Linked DNA regions of Sus scrofa: regions 1 and 3 are each linked to region 2. The links are chromatin contacts, called in public Hi-C and HiChIP or PLAC-seq maps. All regions are on one chromosome and are shown on one strand. Each heading gives the region's core, a stretch centred on a gene start, on an enhancer-like site or on the middle of the called end of the contact. The rest is flanking DNA. Distances are from core to core; before and after follow the strand shown. Region 1 holds the start of ZSCAN20 (zinc finger and SCAN domain-containing protein 20). Region 2 overlaps PHC2 (polyhomeotic-like protein 2). Region 3 has its middle 16 kb from the start of ZSCAN20.

What was found. Hi-C and Micro-C count contacts between places; a contact is called where the count stands out from the background. HiChIP or PLAC-seq counts read pairs in DNA pulled down with a chosen protein or histone mark.
Region 1: a Hi-C map of liver shows a contact between it and region 2, with 4 times the contacts expected there. The contact joins the promoter of ZSCAN20 here to the enhancer-like site in region 2. A contact is called at or near these places in 1 of 5 promoter capture datasets (liver), 9 of 47 Hi-C or Micro-C datasets (brain, embryonic fibroblasts, fetal heart ventricle and 2 more) and 2 of 2 datasets of contacts at active chromatin or transcription factors (alveolar macrophages and skeletal muscle).
Region 3: a contact with region 2 is called in an H3K27ac HiChIP or PLAC-seq map of skeletal muscle. The contact joins two enhancer-like sites. A contact is called at or near these places in 6 of 47 Hi-C or Micro-C datasets (brain, embryonic fibroblasts, fetal heart ventricle and 1 more) and 1 of 2 datasets of contacts at active chromatin or transcription factors (skeletal muscle).

Annotation. Positions count from the first base shown.
Region 1 is chr6:89,731,066-89,733,942 of Sscrofa11.1, reverse strand. It overlaps ZSCAN20 (zinc finger and SCAN domain-containing protein 20), which reads right to left and starts at 1,377. Exons shown (of 8, transcript XM_021095857.1): 1 at 1,255-1,377.
Region 2 is chr6:89,618,255-89,621,268 of Sscrofa11.1, reverse strand. PHC2 (polyhomeotic-like protein 2) reads left to right here. Exons shown (of 15, transcript XM_021095847.1): 6 at 536-688; 7 at 1,785-2,097. All of the region lies in intron 1 of LOC110261134 (a long non-coding RNA gene), which reads right to left. Among named protein-coding and RNA genes, the nearest start is that of A3GALT2, 57 kb to the right of the region's middle. Within about 2 kb of position 1,263, at least 31 of the 83 cell types and tissues checked have an H3K27ac peak or open chromatin away from gene starts, as enhancers often do. A contact at or near this core is called in alveolar macrophages, liver and skeletal muscle, where this site is marked.
Region 3 is chr6:89,715,138-89,717,992 of Sscrofa11.1, reverse strand. No RefSeq gene overlaps it. Among named protein-coding and RNA genes, the nearest start is that of ZSCAN20, 16 kb to the left of the region's middle. Within about 2 kb of position 1,537, at least 10 of the 83 cell types and tissues checked have an H3K27ac peak or open chromatin away from gene starts, as enhancers often do. A contact at or near this core is called in skeletal muscle, where this site is marked.

The DNA.
Region 1 (2,877 bases), core at 128-2,627, 110 kb before region 2:
TGGTCTAGAGGAGCTCACTCTGGAATGTCTTTATTCACACATTCATGAAGTATTTACTGATTTACATCAAGTACTTACTATTCTAGCTGGGCAGTGGGGATATGGAAGTGCCTCAGAAACTGTTCCTGTCCCAGAGATGCTCATAGTATAGTAGAAGAAACAAAAAACCAACAGCAACGAAAAACCCACAGATAATTATGATCAAATATGGTAAATAGAGTAAAAGAGGTCTGTGGTAGCCAGAGTAGGGGGTGACTTAAATGAACCAAGTAACAGCTGAGTTGGTTCTAGAAGAAAGACTGGTTCTCTTGACAGAATGGGGGTTGGGAGGAAGGTGTATATTCTAAGCAGAAAGAACAGCATGTATAATGGTGAGGGACCAAACAACCTCCCCAAGATAGGTACCTTGAGAGCATCAAGATTAGGCTGTAAAGGGTGTTCATGAAGGGTCTTGAATGTCAGGCTAAGGTGTTTGGGTTTAATTCCATAGGTTATGGGAGTTAATGAAGGTTTTTAAATAGAAGGTCTCATCTGATTTGTGGCTATAATGTGTTTGTTCAAGCTAAGAAGGTGAAAAGGGGTAGGCTTCAGCAAAATCCCTGACAAGGAAATGTCGCCAGATGTTAAGGAAATTGAAAGATTTTAAGATCCCAGAATAGGGAAGAATGCAAGAAGAATCAGAATACACCTGGGTAAAGTGGATGTTGGTACCATTCAATTCCACCTGGCAGAAGGAAAGAGGTGCAGGTTTGGAGCTGAACACCACAGCCAGTCCCACCCACTGGGTTCCAGAGGTCACCACCAGGAGAGAAAGTGTAAGGGGTTAGCAAATCTAGTATGTTTGTCTTAGATGAGCAGGGAGAGGCTGGAACACTATTTTAAGGTCAGGCTTTAATCTCAGGCCCTCTTATCTTCACTTCTTGCCAGGGCCCAGGAACCCTCCTATCCTTCCCTATGAGGTCTCTAGACGCTTCCACCTTCAGAACTTCTCCCATTTCCCTCAGCTACAATCCTTTCTTAAGAACCTCTTCACGCTCAGGGCCTTCTATCTCCCTCCTAGTCCCCGACCCTTGTGTGACCCTTTCCATCACCGGACGCTTCATCCTCTGACCGCCCCTCACCCCCGACCCCACACAAAAGCTTCTTTCTCCCCTCTAACCTTCCCCGGCCCCCTGCGACACCACCACCTCCTAAGTCTCCAGCCCAGAGCCTTGAGTCTCAGCTGCCCCCGCCCCGCCACCCGGACTCACCCACCGAGACACCCACTTCACAACAGGGCGGAAGTGCTCCAGGGCTCGCGCAGAGAATGCTGGGACGCGGAGTCCCGAACGGCGCCACCCCGGGAATGGAGCGTCGGCGACTATAACTCCCAGAAGGAACCGCGCGAGCGCGTGTGGGCGGCCCCCTCCGCTTGCGACCTTTCAGACGTCGTCAGCCAATAGATGCGTCATCTTCTCCAGCCCCGCACCGGAACAAATCCGAACAGCGTTTACGCATGGGGGCGGGGCCTGTTGTGATCCCGGTCCTTTCCACAGGCTGCAGGATAATGGCACCGCCCAGTGGGCGGGCATTCAACCGAAGGGGCGGAGTCTATTGAAAGGGTGAAATGAGAGCCGGCCCCGAAGAGAGGAAAGCAGAAACGAGAAATAAGGAGAGACGGTGTTTAGAGGTGACCAGACTGGTGGGCGGGAATTGTCAATTCAAATTTAAGCAGCATGACTTTGGATCTAGTGTGAACCTCGCTTTCTTCACCTGTGAAGTGAGAATAATAATAGCATCCGAGACTTCCTTGGGCTAATATATCTGGAACGATTAGCTCAAGACCTGGGTCCTGGAGTTCCCTTAGTGGCGCAGCGGAAACGAATCCGACTAGGAACCATGAGGTTGCGGGTTCCATCCCTGGCTGCGCTCAGTGGGTTAAGGATCCTGCGTGGCTGTGAGCTGTGGTGTAGGTCGCAGACGTGGCTCGGCTATGGCAGTTGCTGTGGCTCTGGCGTAGGCCGGCAGCTATAGCTCCGATTAGACACCTAGCCTGGGTGTGGCCCTAAAAAGACAAAAAGAAAAAAAAAGACCTGGGTCTTAATAATACACAGCGAATATTAGCTATTATTATGTAAATCAGTTAGTACAGAACTTGGCACTTCGTGGGTGTTGGAAGACTGTTAGTCATTATTAGAATAATAATAATCAGAATGATTTTAATAGACATGCAGTTGCTTTGTTCCACTGTGAATATTCTAGGGTATGAGCAATCCGAGTTTGAAGAGTGGGTTTTGTAGTCAGGCACTGATCCACATCCCAGCCCAATGACTTCATAGCTATGTGGTGCTGAACAAATTACTGCATCTCTTTTGTCTTCAGTTTTCTCTTCCATAAAATACAGGTGATGTAACAGAACCACACTGCAAGGTGTTGCAAAGATTAAATGAGATAATGCAGGTTAGGTATGGTCTCTGAAGTCAAGCTGCTTGTGTCTGAAACCTCAACTTTTAAATGCCGGATATAGGCCTTTCCACTCACTAGTTGTAAACCTTAGGCGAATTACTTAACCTCTTTATGCCTCAATTTTCTTATCTGTAAAATGGGAATTATAATTATGGCATCTACCTGATAAAGTTTGCTAGAGGAATAAGTGGGGGAAAATATGTAAAGAGCTTGAGCTTGTATCTGGCAGAAGGAATTTAATCATCATTAGCTATTACTATTTCTACTAATAGTTAGGAGACTTTGGGGAAATCAACAGTATGGAAAGTGCTCAATACATGTTAGCTATTGTTAAAATTACAGGAATTCTATATTTTAATTTTAAAGACCCAGTTCAAAGTGCTTCCCCTCTGTGAAATATGTTCCAACTCATTTATTGTAATAACTCATGTG
Region 2 (3,014 bases), core at 14-2,513:
GGGCATTCTGGTTCCTCTACCACTGTTGTCTCTGCGTGTGTGTGCGTGTGCACATACACACACCCCAACATACACACAGAGCCCAATCTAAAAATGACCCTAAGAATATTGCTAATTTGGTCCCTTCTGGCAGAGAGTCCTGTTCTGACCCAAACCTGGCATCGGGAGTCACTCAGATCTAGAATATGGTCCCAGGGCATCTGTTTCAGCCCAGCGGCCCTGCTCCCTGGGATGCTGCCGAGAGGGACTTGAGCGTGTCCTGTGATCGTTGGTCCCTCTGGGGGGAGTTCCACACAGAGGCTGCTGAAGTAAACCTGACCTGGGTGCACTCCCAGAACGGCCCCCAACCCCTGCCCCTTCACCGCCCAGCCTGGTTCAGGACACTACAAGCCGCCTGAGATTTTCAGGAGAGCCCATGGACTCTTCCCCTCTCATGCCTCCCCACTTTCCCGTTTGCTCCCCGGCTAAACTGTCGTGTCCTGTGGCTGAGCCCACATTGGGCAGGTAAAAGGCGCCTCGTTTCCTGTGATTCCAGGCCCAGCCAGGTAACCTGGTGCAGGTAGCTAGGAGCCTAGGCGGCACTGTTCCTTTGTCCCCTCAGCTCATCTTCACGCCCACGGCCACCGTCGCTACTGTGCAGCCTGAGCTCGGCACTGGCTCCCCCGCCCGGCCCCCCACCCCTGCCCAGGTGAGGATTCCATGCTTGTGGGAGGGCAGGGGGGTGGGCGCCCCCACAGAGGGGCACTGACACGGGGTATGGGCCCGAGCCCTGGAAGAGCTTTGCATCTCTGGAAAGACTGGGACCTTCGAGGAAAGCAGGTGGGAGACAGGATGTCCTAAAGCTCCTAGACTTGCTCCTCATTCCCCGCTGAGAAGGCCTCGGCCACCCCTGACGCAGGAGTCAGCAGCCTGCTGAGGCACGCGTGCCTGCTAATAATGAGTGATCGTCACTACCTTTTACCTTACACCCTCCCCAGGGTAGCCTCCGTGGCTGTTGTCTTTAAGAGGAAAATTCCACTCTGATTAGCACGTGCTAGCAGCTCTAGGAAACAGGAAAAATGACATGGAAGAGAGAGCCAAAGATGAGCCTTGGGCCCCCACCTTCTGCTGGGAGCCCACAGACACTGCTGTGGCCGTAAAGATGCAGTGGGCGGTGGGGGAGAGGAACTGTCCCCAGCTGCACTGTGGGGACCCACAGGGTGAAGACGGTCAGGTTTGTCAAAGGCGCGTCTGGCACAGCCTCCATGTGTCCAGCAGAGGGCACCAGGGACCGGGCTGAATAAGCATGTTCCTCCTGCTGTAAACCTGATCCTGAGGACGGGATAATCCTTCGCCCGGGGACCTCACTGTTCAATTAACTTTCACTTTTGCCCTGGCCTTTTCCAGTGTGGGAAGCCCCAGGCCTCGCTCTATCTGGGAATTCTTGCTAAGTGGTATGCAGCCCTTCCTGGTAGTACGGGGGAGGAGGGGAGGAAAGAAGGGAGAGCGAGCCTAACTTCCCTGCCCGGGCCTGCCCCCACTTGGGGCAGACATCCCTGCTCAGAATTTAATTTCTCCTGCTGATGAATCCAGTCCAACTTGTACTCCTTCTGTCCCCTTTAGAAACTCTGCCTGCTCCTGGTTCCTCTTTCAGCCCCTAGCTCATTCTCTCTCTTTCTGATTTTACACCCCACTGCCCTGTACGGCCATTCCTGGATCCATCCCAGCTCCTTCCCTGCATGGACTGTGTGTTGGCATCACTCCTACCCACATTCTCTGGACTCCTATAGACCCCTCTTTTCCAGGTACAGAACTTGACCCTCCGAACACAGCAGACACCAACTGCAGCAGCCTCGGGCCCTACCCCCACCCAGCCCGTCCTGCCCAGCTTGGCCCTGAAACCCACGCCAGGTGGTAGCCAGCCTCTGCCTACCCCATCCCAGGGCAGAAACACTGCTCAGGGTTCCCCTGCAGGTGCCAAGCCTGGCATAAGTGACAGTGTGATGGAGCCAGTCAAGAAGGGAGATGGCAACGGCAGTGTGCCAGGGAGCTTGGAGGGCCGGGCTGGGCTCAGCCGGGTGGTGCCCGCTGTGGCTACCCACCCCCTCATTGCACCAGGTAAGGGCTCCAGGAGGAAGGATCCTATCCCAGAAAACGCCATAGGACTGTGCGTCGGGGGAAACTGAAAATTTCCTTTTTCCCACAGACATGCTAAGATGTCAGCCATGTGTTTCTCACTCCCCTTTACCCTCCTGAGATGCTCATCAGCTCCAGATTCTGTTTCGTGCATCTAGTCTAGCTTTAAAGAAGGAAGCCACCTCAGTGGAATAAATGAGACCTTCCTCTCTAGGGGCACCATGGTGATTCAATCATCGCTCTTGGCCTTGAGAGTGGAGGGTGGAGGTTGGCAGTTGGACTTTTTTTTTTTAGGCATATGGAACTTCCCAGACTAGGGGTCGAATCGAGCTACAGCTGCAAGCCTATGCCACAGCCATAGCAACTTGGGATCTGAGCTGGGTCTGCCACGTACACCATAGCTCACGGCAATGCCAGATCCTTAGCCCACTGATCGAGGCTAGAGATCAAACCCACGTCCTCATGGATCCTAGTCAGGTTCGTTAGCCACTGAGCCATGAATGGAACTCTGGCAGTTGGACTATTTTAAAATCCTCTAAGAATCAGCAAAAAGGGCAGGGGCTAGCCAGAGGCATATAAGATCTTACCCCCAGGGAGAGGAGGAAGTGAGAAGTTTATTTTCTCATCACTGGACAGACATTTGTTGACTAATATTTACCAGGTATGTGGCCAGTTCCGGGTGTGCTGAGATCAGTAAGATGTGGGCCCTGGCCTCCAAGGAGGGCACAGCCTGGGGCAACAGACATGGACAATGCAATATAGTGTGATAAGTGCTATAACAGGTGTGAGCTCTGCGCCCTGTAAGATCACAGAGGCACCATTTAGCCTCAGGGAGAGGTGCCAAGAAAGGCTTGCTGGTGACAGTGATACTTGAGAATAAATCTAGCAGATTAAAAAAG
Region 3 (2,855 bases), core at 288-2,787, 96 kb before region 2:
GGGTTGGGATGAGAGGAGTTTATGGGAAAAGGCTGAAGTCAGATCAGTTTTTTTTTGTTTTTTTTTGGTTTTTAGGGCCACACCAGTGGCATATGGAAGTTCCCAGGCTAGGGGTCGAATTAGAGCTACAGCTGCCAGCCTATGCCACAGTCACAGCAATACCAGATCCAAGTGGTGTCACAGCTCACAGCAACGCTGGATCCTGAACCCACTGAGCAAAGCCAGGAATTGAACCTGTATCCTCATGGATACCAGTCAGAGTCTTAACCTGCTGGGCCACAACAGGAACTCCCAGACCCATTCTTGTGTTGCCGTCTGGCCAGGGCTGCCTAGAAACATGTTCTGGGAAGGAGAACTGAGAAAACCAGCTTTGCAAATAAATAAGTGAAATGAAATCATGTGACGTGACAATAAAATTAAAGTAATAAAATAAAATATGATAGATGACTTTGTTTTCATCAGGTGGCCACATTCTGGAGAGGCTTTCCCCCTTCCCTCTCCATTCACCCATCTCTCCTGCCGCCATGCTCAGCAGACACTTTCTCCCCATACTTTCCCTTGATCCCGTTTCCACCACCTCCTTTTCCTACCCATCCCTGCTGAGGCACTCCTGCCCTCCTGAAGGACCAACTTCTGACAAACGCAGTGATCATCTCTGTGAGCTGTTAACTGCTCAGCAACTATAATTTTTAATCAAACAAGTTTTCAGCAATCTCATTGCAAAACCACATTCAGGGAACATCAATAAAATTCTTTTTAAAAAAATTTTTTTTTCTTTTTACAGCCACACTTGCAGCATACAGAAGTTCCCTGGCTAGGAGTCAAATTGGAGCTGCAACTGTTGGCCCGCGCCACAGCCACAGCCATTGCTGGATCAGAGCCGCATCTGCGATCTACACTGCAGCTTGCAGCAATGCCAAATTTTTAACTCTCATTCTCACAGACACTAAGTTGGGTTCTTCATCCAGTGAGCCACAAGGGGAACTCCCTAAAATTCTAAATAAAGAGAAGAAACACTTGGCCCATAGCTCCACCACCGCCGAATCAAATGGCTTTTGCTTGCCTGAATTTGCTTCCATTCTTGTCCCAACATTAAACATTTTTCAGATGACTACACTTATTTTTATACCTTCCTATATGCCAGGCATCCTAGAAATATTTTACTTCCCAGAATCCCTTTTGTTGACTACCTAGAATTCCTGTTAATAAGAAGCATAACTAACAATTGTTGAGACTATGCTATGTGTATATTCTATACACTCTGCTCTTTTCCATCCTAATGACCTAATCTGTGTACTTTCCTGCCCCCACCAACATCCTCCAGATGGAGAACTGTGGCCCGAGGAAGTTCAGTGGCCCATCCAAGGTCCCTGGGGTAGTTAGTTCCTTCCTCTGTAAAAGGTGAGAATGTCCTAGTTATTACTTCCCTTTTGGGTTTCCAGGGAACAGTTGGGGTTTGGCTGTCAGTTCCTTTGCTGTCATTGCCTTCGTGGCTTTGCTGTTTTTCAGGTGTAATTCCCAGAGAGCCTTGAGCGAAGGACACCCTTGTTTCCTGTTATTCCAAACACCACAAGGACAGACAGTGGATCTAAGCAAGAGTTCAAGGATGAGGAGATATTTTCATTGATACACAGAACATATGGGAACCCTGCCAAGGGCAGCTGGACAGAACGTTTGGAGACAAGGTCCTTGTGGTTCAGCCGCAGCACTAGCCCTTCTGGGGAGGCGACAGAGGCCAGGCCAAGGCTGGCCTGGGCTACTCTGTTGTCTTAGCTGAGGTTCTGTTTGTGTTCAGTCACTCAGAACACCCCAAGCACAATTTGTAGGGAGGATGTGAGGGTATCTCAAGGAACCCTAAATCAGCTGGGCCTGGGGAAGTCCTGGCATCCAGAAGTAGAGCCATCAAAGACCTTCCAGAAGAAGTTTCTCTCTCTCTACTTCAACTTACCCCTTTATCCTAAACAGTTATCTCTGTTTCTGTGCTCTCACAACTGATAAGGCCACCCATGCCAAGGGAACAGTAGGCTGAACTAAACCAAAGGCCAGTTTTGGAGGGGGCAGAAGCCCGGCCCCTCCTTGCTCTAGTTACCCCCTCCCACCTACTCCCACCACCTGCCACATCTGGGGAGCTCCCTCCCCACTCCTGGTTTGTTTTGTTTTGGCAGCACCCACAGCATGTGGAAGTTCCCCAGGCCAGGGATCAAACACTGACCACAGCAGGGACCTGAGCCAATACAGTGACAAAACTGGATACTTAATCAGCTGCACCATGAGGGAACTCCTCCCTACCACTGGTACTGATGCGTTCCCCCACCCCCACCAGGATCCACTTGGGGAGCATTGGGGGAAAGGAAAAACCAGCATCATCCTTCCTTGGGGACTCCTGAGAAATCCCACTCCATATGTTCCCTATGTCGTGGGCTTGCAGGATGCTTTGCTAGGGGATCGAAAGGGCTTCTCCACAGTTCTGGAGAGGGAAGCAAAATATTCTCTTGGCGGGGGGAGCAGCAAAGCATGCCACTGATCCATCCCCAAAGAGGGCTGGAAATTCAGACTGTAAGGAGCCATCCGGTCCCAGCTTCTCAGTCCCCTTTCCTGTTGGCCTGGAGATCTCATTATTCAGACTGTCTCCTTTTTAGACCATCTGTACAAAGCCTGTTAAACAGCCATTCTACTCCCTCATTCATGCCACAGCTATTCAGAGCTGGGCGCAGGGCACAGAGGCAAAGAGGCAAAGCACCTGCCCTCGGGAGCCTCGTGGTAGATGGGATAGACAAACCCGTGAAAAGAGGCGACTTGGTTGTCCTCTTGTTTCTCCTACTGGCAAGTCATAGTTCCTTTTCATGCAGGAGCAG